Regions from separate parts of the Macaca mulatta genome. Here region 2 is linked to region 1. The links are chromatin contacts, called in public Hi-C maps. All regions are on one chromosome and are shown on one strand. The core of a region is the stretch at or near the end of the contact, and the rest is flanking DNA. Distances in the headings are between cores, read along the strand shown.

Region 1 (5,811 bases), core at 1,366-3,865:
AGCCATTTACATGTGACTCACCAGAAATGTGAATGTTCTTGCCCTTTTGTGCCCTGTGGGGTTTAACAAAGCAGCAATGTGACCTGACCCCAGTGGTTTTCTTTTGGCCAGAATCCAAGTCCTCCAGGCAGTGCTGGACTTCCCACATGCATTCCTGCCAGCCCACTATATAGAACTACAGGGCAGTCCTCTCTGCCAAGCCTTTCTAACCTCTATGCCTTTGTCCAGGCTGTTCCCTCAACCAGAAGTTCCTTTTTTCCATACATACACATATGAATAAACCTCAATTCATTCTTCAAGACTAAGATGATATCACTCTATAAGTTCTCTGACCATCCTCTTTCCCCCAAATTGGAGTTAGTTATTCTGAACCCTTATACCAATATAGTGAAATTATTTATGGATTTCCCGCTAAGTCATCTGAAGGCAGAAACCAAATCTTGTTCACATTTGTGTCCCCTTCGACTAATATAGTATCTGCACCTACAATTTGCTATAGTATTCTATAGTGTAGGTGCATAATGAATGAATAGCTGAAAGTCGAGCATTTGCAAGGTGTGTGCTGGCCAGCGGGTCAGCCAGGATGCCTAAGGGCAAAGGCATGTGCCAGAAACCATGAGTGGAGACGCTTGTGGACAAATTGTTGAAACAGTGAGAAGTTGTTAAAGCCTTGTGGGTAAGGAAATGGCATAAGGAAGTAGTACTTTGGATACACTCTTTGAGGGCATGGGTGCAATGATGTTAAAGGAAGAAAACATATTTATTCTATAGATGGGGGAACTGAGGCTTGGGGAAGTTAAGTAATTTGCCAAAGGACACACAGCTAGTAAGTAAAGGACACCGGTTTAGAATCTAGACCTGGTTTCAAAGTTTGTGTTCTTAAACATATGCAAAAACTCAACCACATCTGCATACAACACCTTGAACTAGCGTCCTTTAGATCTTCAGGGAATTCCCCTCCCAACTGTGTTAAGTTTGATGCCAGAATATCACTAGCCCTCATGGGGCCTCAGTTTTCTCTTCAGTAAATGAGGAGAGTTGGGGTAAGTGACTCTAAGGCCACTTTTAGGCTCTGAGATGCTATGATTCTCTATAGAGTACAAATGGACTTTCTAACCTGGAAGTCAGCTTGTTCAAAACATAAGCATACTTGTGTATTGGGCCTGAAAATCCTTCTCAGGTGTTGCAGTCATGATTCCAATACACACAAAAAGCTTAGAGGTCTAATCATTCGTCCCAAATGAGTATTCAAAATATACTCGGGCATCTAAGTTTTCTGAACTCACAGAAAGTTCCTGTTTATCTGAAGTCTACTTAAGTCACAGCAAAGTTTCCACTCATTCTCCATGCTTTCCATGTTATTCCAAATCACACTCAAAGAAAGTTCAGTATTGCATTACCCACATCTGTGGCACCCAACTCCCAATCCCCCCGCCACCTCACCTCATCACACAAGTCTCAATCGACCATACATGCAGTTATCTAACTTTAGGCTGAATCTTAGGGTGGAACACATCTGAAAATGTCTGTGTGGTTCAGAATGAACTCTGAAAAAGTTTCCACCCATACTATTGAATAATATCCTGTTGTTTTGGCTTTTTTTTTCTATCAAATCTGTGTAATAATGCCTTTGATTTGGCTTTCATTTGCAATGATCTGCCTGACACCATTTTTCTGAAACATTCAGAACCAGATACAATCTTATTATAGTCAGCTACATAAAGTGGACCTTTCAGAGCATAAAGAAACATCTGTCTTCCATCTGTCGTGCCTGAAAAATAGGACTTTCAATAGAGCACTTTGTAGGACACTAGTGCTTTTAATGGGCAAGAAATCCATTTCTGACTAAAATCTCAATAAATATATCTAACAGAATTATTTTCATCTTACAAACTGTCTTTGAAAGAGCACTTCAAAGGCCACTCTAGCAAAGTGGCTTATTAAGAACATTGTCTCTAGACTCAGCCAACCTGGTTCAAACACTTGCTCTGTGATATACTGGCTGTGTGATCTTGGAAAGTTATTTTACCCTGATAATTTTAAGTTTTCTCGGGGATGTAAACCAGAATGCTAGCACCTACCCTGAGAGACAATATTTTTAAAGAGACTGGCACATAGTACAGCACCAAATAAACATCAGATGCTGTTCCTGTTTTGTTATTGCTGCTATTAATACTAGGAGCAGGATGGCCTGATTCCTGATGCAGCTGAATGAACACAGCATTTGGAATCAGAAAACCTGATTTTGCACTCTACCATTGCCACTGACTAGTCAGATGACCCTGGGGAAATCACTGAATGCTTCTCAACTTAGCCTCCTCATCTGTAAAACAGGGAAAATAAAAATAGCTATCTCACAGATAACGACTGTGAGGTTCAAATAAGGTGAAATATGTGAATTTCCTTTGCCAACTTCTAAACTCGGTACATATGCGTTACTTGGTGATTGTTAGTGTTATGGACTGAACGTTTGTGTCTTCCCCCAGAATTTATACATTGAATCTGTAACCCACAATATGATGGTATTAGGAGGTGGGGCTTTGGGGGGTAGTTAGGTTTAGATGAGGTCACGAGGGTGGAGCCCCATGTTAGAATTAGTATCCTTACAAGAAGTGACTAACAGCTCACTCTCTGTCTGTGTATGTCATGTGAGGACAGAGCAAAAAGTCAGCCGCCTACAAGCCAGGAAGAGGGCCCCCACCAAGAAGTGAATCTGCCAACACCTTTGTCTTGGACTTCCTAGCCTCTGGAACTGTGAGAGACAAAGTGTCTGTTGCTTCAGCCACCCAGTCTAGGATACTTGTTATCACAGCTCAAACTGACTGAGACCCTTAGTAACAACACCAGAACTGAAGAATATATCTAATTTTCTTATTCAGAAATTTTTATTTACAAAAACCTTAGTGATGTGCTCAAGTAATTATAGCTGATTTCCACTTAGTCACAGAAGTGAGGACTCTTTGCATGGACTAAGGTAGCATCAGGTGCAGAAGGTCTGCCTTTTCCAACAAAATTTTGTCATCACTGTGTACTCACCTTAGACCTGGTCTCTGTGAATGTTTAAAATGTGTCCTTTCTGTTAGTGATGGGTCAGGAAAAAATAAGAAATTAAGAGAAAAATCTTTAAAATGTGTCCTGGTCAATTGCCAATATATCTGAAGAGGTGGTGTTTCGGGATCTTTCGGGTGTCACTTTTCTGGCCGGAAACCTCAGTGGCTGGTGGTGCCTTTGTCTGAGTTTTGCTCGGCCCGCAAGGCTTGTTCCACCCACTCAGCCTGGCAGGTTGCACTCAGCTCACACTACCAGTCTGGATCCCATGCCTCTAAGAGAGACTGTGAATCAGGCGTGGAGTGGCAAGGGGTGTGTAGGCGAGTATGGGGTCTGGCCACTGCACAGTCAGACATGCCGGCTGCTACCACAGGGTGGGCAGCTCCAGGTGCCAGCACAGGCACTGGTTCTCTGTGAGGTTGCAGCTGGAGCAGGCGCACCACAAGCACCTTCCTCGGCGGGCACCGGGGAATGTAGCAGCACCCAGAAACTTGGAAACATCAGGAACCGCGGAGCCCCGAAGAGGGAGTCAAAGCCCTGGCTCTGGGAGCTCCCAGGTCTGGGCTTCCCGAAGGGCCACAACTCTTCTCTCCTTTTCACCCACAACATGGCGAGCAAGGGGCATGTTTCAGCCCTGTTTGGGTTATAGATATTTTAGCTTCGCCATTTGGCTGGCCCTGAGTTCTTGAGCTGCAACCAGGAAGAATGAGGTGCACAGACAAGTGGAGGGTAAACAAGACAAAGAGGAGCTTTTTTGAGCGGTAGAACAGCTCAGAGGAGACCTGCAGTGGGTATCTCAACCAGTGTTCAGCTCCCATCAGAGAGGGTAGTTCCTCTCTGCAGCTGGTCATCCCATCGTCTTCTCAGCTCTCAGCAGACGGGAAACCCTGGGGTGGGCAGCTCCTCTCTGCAACAGGTCATCCCATCGTCTCTCCGTCCTCTATCCTCTCTGTCCTCTGCTGGAGTCTGGCTGAACCAAGGGTTTTTAAGGGCCTCAGAGGGGAGGAAGTGTGTGCTGATTGGTCCATGGGTAGCCGTGGGCAAGCCCAGGAAAAGCTCTACAAGTCCTCCCTCTGGTCCTTGGGACTGGCAGCCCGGCCCTCAGGCTTCAGGTCCTCCCTGGTTTGAGGGTGGGGCTTCACTAGGGACCAATCCCCTTCCACCCAGGAGACTGTCTGCCTCCTGCTACTGTTCATGACACCCAGACTGTTCATGCCAAGGGACACCTGCAGGTCAGCACCGGGCTGTCCTCAGCACCTCCTCGGTCTCCCTCCCCACTGTGCTTGTCAGTGCCCAAAGTCCAGAGGGGGCTCAGGCGGCAGGGGCCTGGCATGTCAGGACTGCCCTGTGTGTGTGTGTACACCCAGCTGGGCTGTGACAGCGCCCACACTTGGCCTCAACTCCACTCTGTGATTGGAGCCAACAGCAGGGAGAGGCCAGGAAGTGGGAGCAGACACCTTCAAGCCTACGGGGGCTAACGGGGGAGATTCCCAGGTCCCCTGAGAGTGCAGAGATGCCCGGGTCTGCAGCAGCAACCTGGACGGCTATAGAGGCGCCTGGGAGGGTGGGGCTCCTGCCTGCTCCTTGCTCCTGCTGGTTCCGTGGAACACTGCACCACTCCTGGCCCGGCTCCACCTCGGGGCCCCTCTCTGTGTGCCCAACCATGCTGCCCCCACACCAGAGGGCAATTCAGCCTGGCCCTATCGTGGAGGCTCCCAGGGCAGCAGGCTCCGAGGGTTCCCAGGGGCAGGCTCCTCCGGGGACTATCCACCTCCTCCCCACACCTCCCCACAGTGGCAGTGGGCAAGAGCGATGACATAGGGCCAGGGTACAGAGTGGCAGAGGCTCTGGGTCTGGGAGTGGGTCCCGCCTGGCTGCAGCCAGTGCAATGGCAGCTGCTCTGGATGGCCCCCCACTGCCATCAGCTGTAAGACAGAAAAGGGCTGTCAACTTGCCTACTGGGTGTTGTTTTGATGTGGTAAATGCAGGTTTTTCAGATTGTATCTCCCTTCCCTTCCTAGTGCATTCAAAACAACTAGCAATTCAGCTACTTTCTGCCCTTTTGGGTACCTGATCTCTTTTGTCCGTTTTGTAGTATGGAAGTCATTGGGCTGGGGTTTTCTTTTTTTTTTTTTTTTTTTTGAGACGGAGTCTCGCTCTGTCACCCAGGCTGGAGTGCGGTGGCCGGATCTCAGCTCACTGCAAGCTCCGCCTCCCGGGTTCACGCCTTCTCCTGCCTCAGCCTCCCGAGTAGCTGGGACTATAGGCGCCCGCCACCTCGCCCGGCTAGTTTTTTGTATTTTTTAGTAGAGACGGGGTTTCACCGTGTCAGCCAGGATGGTCTCGATCTCCTGACCTCGTGATCCGCCCGTCTCGGCCTCCCAAAGTGCTGGGATTACAGGCGTGAGCCACCGCGCCCGGCCTGGGCTGGGGTTTTCGATACCGGTCAGACTTAAATCTGAGTCCTGCCTCCTCAACTTCCCAGCTGCGTTATCAAGTCAGGCAACCTTTCTACAACTCAAGTTTTCTCATCTGCAAAATGGGGAAGAATAATAACCATGTTTCAAGGTGATTAAGAAAATTGAGGCCGGGCACGGTGGCTCAAGCCTGTAATCCCAGCACTTTGGGAGGCCGAGACGGGCGGATCATGAGGTCAGGAGATCGAGACCATCCTGGCTGACACGGTGAAACCCCGTCTCTACTAAAAAATACAAAATACTAGCCGGGCGAGGTGGCGGGCGCCTGTAGTCCCAGATACTTGGG
Region 2 (5,811 bases), core at 844-3,343, 76 kb before region 1:
AGTTTGTGCCAGGCAATGATGATGAGCAAAAATGTACATGGTCCCCACCCTTATGAAGATCTGGGACCATACTGAGGAGGACAGGTGAATCAATCACTCACTGCAAACAGATGAGAAGTTGTCACTGTGAGGTTGCTATAAAGGAGACATTGGTTGGGCATGGTGGCTCATGCCTGTAATCCCAGCACTTTGGGAGGCTGAGGCGGGCAGATCATCTGAGGTGGGGAGTTCGAAACCATTCTGGTTAACATGGTGAAACCCCGTCTCTACTAAAAATACACACACCCACACACAAAAAAATTAGCCAGGCGTGGTGGCAGGTGCCTGTAGTCCCAGCTACTCAGGAGACTGAGGCAGGAGAATGGCATGAACCCGGGAGGCGGAGCTTGCAGTGAGCTGAGATCATGCCATTGCACTCCAGCCTGGGTGACAGAGCAAGACTCCATCTCCAAAAAAATAATAATAAATAAAATAAGAGTATATCATGTATAACTTCTTAATGTGACACTCAGGAATAATCTAATGCTTTTACAGTTTATTTGGGCTATATTCGCAAACTTTAAATACAGATGCTGTCTCTACACAACAAGCAGATGCATCTGAGACGGCACTGTAAAGTAGTATATTTTTGTAGAGGGTCAGAGGGTTGATCTGCATCATCCTTAGCCAATGGAATTTGAAACCACATGGCTGAATGGAGAAAGACTGTTGGCAAAAAAAATCAGTAGCCCATAAAGCAGCAATGGAAAATGACCACAGGATGGGAAGTATGAGCAGTGTGTTTCAGAGGGTTGGGTGACTGGACTAGGCATGGGATGGCCTTCTCAAAGACGGTGGACAACCCCCACGGCCAGTCCCTCTGTACCTTTCCATTTTGCACAGACAGGAACCAGCATGGCAGGGGGTGCTATTGGCAGGTGCATTAAAAGGTACCATTTCTCCTTGCCGTGTCCTGCTGAGCTATTAGGGGAGTTTGTGGGGGAAATGATGCCTCTCTAATCCCTGTAACAGCCTTGGCGGATGGCAGGGAACACTCTACTTTGATGCATCTTCCACGTATTGTGGTATTTTCCATGTATTGTGGTATGACGTGACTGAGCCTTGGGGGTTAAACCATGAGCCATTGCACTGCAGAATGTTTCTTGCTCTGAGTCGACAAATTTAAGATAAATTCTGTTCATCTAAAGATTTTAACTTCATTTCTCTTAACAAAACTGAGTTTATTCCTGGCCCCATTTCAATGCTAAAATAAGCAGTCCTAAGCTAAGTAATGACTTGTCTTTGAGAAGCATTTGTGGATCATGTAGGGAAGCTTAAATTTTTCCTTGAAGGTTTGATAATTTGAGTCTATGAAACAAAGTGATAATAGCTTCACAGGAAAAAAAAGGCTGATAAATTTTATTATGTGCACATGTATGCACAGGAGTCGTATAAAATATTTTAAAAACTCAAAGAAATGGCCAGATGGTTAATGCTTATATACCATCTTGAGGTAACAGAAAGAACAGGGGCTGAGAGCATGGCTAAAAACAGGTAATGGTGGTAAACCAGGTTATGGTGGCAAGACAGGTTATGGGAAGGAGAGAAGAGGAGGCCTGGCCAGCAAAGGTGGTCTTGTTATCTAAATGAACCTCTCTGGTAGCAGCCCTCAGATAGAATAGATGGTAAATGTTTCTTTCAGACCTTTAAATCTGTCAGACTCTCAATTAATCTTTCCTAGATCCAGACAGACAAGGTGGGGCCTCAGAGAAAGCCCGGCTGCATCAATGCAGATACTCTACAGACACAAATCTCCCCAATAAATGACAGCTTTACAGGCCTACTTCTGTTTTGCCCTCCTAACAGCCATCTCAAAATATGTCAAAGAAGTATATTTTGGGGTGCAATATTTTGGTTTCCTTCAGTCATCATGCTGTTTCTCAGAGGCACAGTGTCGTGCATGGTGGTCAGGTTTGCAGGCAATCCTAAGAGAGTTTATCTTGGCCACTGGTACCCTCAGGTGTCAGAGTCTTTCACCCTCCCTCTCCCTGGAATGCCCTTGTAACTTGGACTTCCTGCTTCAGATTTGCCCAGGTATTTGCAATTCCTCCCTCAGTGGCACACCAAGCTCCTTCCTACCTCAGGGGTTTCTCAGTTGTTGTTCTTTCTGCCTGGAATGTTCTTCCCTTATAAATTTCCATGACTACTTTCTGCTCAAGAGTCAGCTCAAATGTGACCTCAGAAATACATTCCCTGGCCAAAAGTACCCATACCCCCTACCTATGTTCCCATCATAGTCTTTCAAACCTTGGTTTATTGTTTGCTTGCTTGTTTATGCTCTATTCCCCTCACCCCCACCAAAATATAAGTTCTGTGAAAGCAAGAACTTTGTCTCCCTTGTTTAACTGCTCTCAAGTCTGGTGTGCAGTAAACGTGCCCAAACTGCTGCATGTGATAGTGGGTGAATAATATTACCTCACTGATATGATTTGGCTGTGTGCCCAGGCAAATCTTATCTTGAATTGTAGTTTACATAATCCCCACGTGTCGTGGGAGGGACTGGGTGGAGATTATTGAATCATGGGGGCAGTTTCCCCCATCCTGTTCTTGCGATAGTGAGCTAGTTCTCACACTATCTGATGGTTTTATAAGGGGCTTCCCTCTTCACTGGGCACTCATTCTGTCTCCTGGCACCCTGTGAAGAGATGCCTTGCATTATGATTGTAAGTTTCCTGAGGCTCCCACAAGCCATGCAGAACTGTGAGTCAATTACACTTCTTTCCTTTATAAATTACCCAGTCTTGGGTATGTCTTCATTAGCAGTGTGAGAATGGACTAATACACCAAGTAGTTATAAAATGGGAATAATAATATCCATGCCACCTACCTCACAGAACAAATGAGGGCCTGGAGTTAGTGTATTGAATGCTTTCCTCAGAATTTTCTGTTCACCTTTAGATTCTGTGTTTTTGCCAACAGCAATACTATTTACCCAAGTATATATCCCAAGTTTCTTGGAACCCATTCTGGGCTTCTCCTTGCTTTATTCTCCCTACAGTCCTCTTATAGGATTGGTAACCCATTTGTCTAGAGTCTATAGCCTTCAAGTCTTTCTATCACTGTCCTTCCTCTACAGCCCATTTTCTGCTGTGAGTCTTCAGGAACACTGCCAGTTATCTTCTAACTGATAATGACTTTGTAGTCTTGAGCATAGTGTCTGCTACCATCACCTACAAATTTATTGTCCACACTGCAGAAAATAATCTTTCTAAAAGACAAATCTCATCCCATAATTGCCTGGTTTAATAAGCCTTTAATGGCTCCCTATGCCTCAGGATTAAGTCGAAACACCATGGTGTGGCATGTGTGAAAGTCTTCCTTTGTCTGACCTCTGCAGCTCTTCAGCTTCATCTCTTGCCACTCTGTCATTTCTGTGTCCGCAGTGCATGTACCATAGACACAGTGTGCGGTCACACCCCCATACACCAGCTGTCCTAAACTATTTGCAGTACAGGGAGGAAGGTTCTAGATAGCCAGATGGCTTCATTCCATAGCTTTGTTCCTTCCCTTTATTTGGGATCCTCTTGACAAGCACACGACCATCTTTCAAGGCTCAGTTAAAGCATACCTCTTCTGAAAGACCCTTCCTGACACCTTCTCTCTGCCTGTCACCCCCAACAGCTCCTCATTCCCACTTCTGTGCTGCTTCTGAGCTATACCTATCATAGTACCTAGGCTAAGGAACATCTTGGCCTCCTCCTGGATGCTTCTTCATGATAAACACTACATTTTGTTCATTTCCTGGGATTTCTGGGCCAGATGTCATACATGGCATACTGTGGGCATGCGGTGGATATCCAGGAGAGAATTAGGGAATAAAATTAGCATAATTATTACCTAGTCTAGGGCTTCATTTCAATAATGTACTTTTGACTGGTATTTGCATAAAATTTTAAAGAATATCTCCTTGAAGGTTAGAAGTAACAAGGTATATTATACATGCTGTTAATAGATATCGGTTGAATAGCTAAAGTATTTTGTTTATGAGCTACGGTTTATTGAACACTTACTGTGTTCAGAGTTCCAGATTTAGCAACTTGTAGGGGATGCTTGAGATGGCTTTTGTACTTTAATGAAATAATCCTGACTTTGGCTTTCTATTAGAAGTCAAAATTTCAGGTGGTCAACACAGGCTCTTCTTCTTGGCTTACAAGTAGGTTATAACAGTATCTCTGAATGTTTTTGAGTATCCTCTACAAGGATTTTGAAAAACGATTTGTTCTCATACATTTTTAAAGTTAATGTCTAAAATTTTTCATCATAATTTTGAATAGTTGCAGACAGTTGCATTTCTAATGTATAACTATTGGGTTTTAAAATCACTCTTTTAAATGTACCCAATGGAAGTTAAATTAAATACCAAAGTAATTTGATGTCTCTCATCATCCATTTAAGAAACATAAAAATAAGCTCTTCTAGAAAAGTCAGGAATTTTACATAGATCTTTTTTCTCATGGAACTCATTTTATTCCTCTTCTATTCTATAAAACTTAATCCCAATGTAACACTGTTATGATTGAAAGTTTATCATTGATTATGATGTCTTACTTTTGTGACATACACACACACACAAACACACACACACACACAATATATTTGTTTTTAAAAAAGTACTTGTGACAATAAGGCTCTAAATGTTGAAAAACATTTCTTTTGAATTGTTATTATGATTTTTCACTAGTACACAATTGACCAGAACAACACATATAATCAAAGCAAGTGTTTCTTTTTAAATGGAAGTGCTTAAGAAGTCTTGCCATATAAACATGGGAATGAAGTCAGTATAATTCCATTCTGTCTTCTAAACTCCTGAGTTATATGCCCAAAGATATCTGATGATTTATCACAAAAACGATTTTTCAATTGCTTGATGGTTTGATTAGGTCTTCCTCCAGTGTTGATCTAATCAAAGAAATAGAAACTTTACTCTGACTCCCAAAAGGATTTTTCTCAGGCCTGAAAGTCTTTCACTTTGTCGGTATCTGTAATCCTATGGTTATTTCAAAATGGCCCTCTGCTTGGGGGCCTGGAGATTTTTACACCCCAAGACAATGCACCATAAGTGAACTCCTGAGAAATAAGATGTTTGCCTTTCTTTTTTACTGCACTAAAAGGGTGAATTTGAAAAGGGGACAAAGAATATGGTTGGAAAGAACAAGTTGGACAATATGTATTTTGAAGGAGGTCCTCTTAGGCAGGGTTAATTGATTTAGAAGTAGATTCCACCACATTGTCTATCACTCCAAATAAGACTCCCAAGCCCCGTACCCCAGCTTGGAGATCACTGGTTTGGACACTAAAGAAAATTTTTCAGTCAAATTAGGTATCAACCATTAGGTCCCTAGTAGGCCAATTTAAAGATTCCCCCTTGGTGTACACAGGGATATCAGATAGGGAAAGAGCATGGTTAGAACATATCACTCTTTTGGACCTAGGCATGGTGGCTGGAGCCTGTAATCCCAGCTACTCAGGAGACTGAGGTGGAAGGATGCGGTGAGCTATGATAGCACTACTGCACTCCAGCGAAGGTGACGGAGCAAGACGCTGTTTTACAAAAAACAATAACAAAAAAGAACATCACCTTTATAAATATACCTAATAGAAACTAATTTGATACCAAAGTGATTTAGTTACCATCATCCATTTTAAGAATGCACGAACAAACTCACCTAGAATAGTAAGAAATTGTATACAATTCTTTGATACCCATTATTAGACTAGATAGGAAAAGAACATTGGTTAAAGATAACCAGACGCTTGACTGACAGTCAT

What was found. A called contact is a pair of places that touch in the nucleus more often than the background predicts.
Region 2: a Hi-C map of CD4 T cells shows a contact between it and region 1, with 2.5 times the contacts expected there. The contact joins two enhancer-like sites. A contact is called at or near these places in 4 of 14 Hi-C or Micro-C datasets (CD4 T cells, fetal cortex germinal zone, fetal cortical plate and 1 more).

The regions. Positions count from the first base shown.
Region 1 is chr1:151,038,180-151,043,990 of T2T-MMU8v2.0, reverse strand. All of the region lies in intron 2 of LOC114677359, which reads right to left. Among named protein-coding and RNA genes, the nearest start is that of LRRC8C, 24 kb to the right of the region's middle. Within about 2 kb of position 2,615, at least 6 of the 40 cell types and tissues checked have an H3K27ac peak or open chromatin away from gene starts, as enhancers often do. A contact at or near this core is called in CD4 T cells, where this site is marked.
Region 2 is chr1:151,113,198-151,119,008 of T2T-MMU8v2.0, reverse strand. All of the region lies in intron 1 of LOC144332668, which reads left to right. It also overlaps a transcript of LRRC8B not described here. Among named protein-coding and RNA genes, the nearest start is that of LRRC8B, 35 kb to the right of the region's middle. Within about 2 kb of position 2,093, at least 7 of the 40 cell types and tissues checked have an H3K27ac peak or open chromatin away from gene starts, as enhancers often do. A contact at or near this core is called in CD4 T cells, where this site is marked.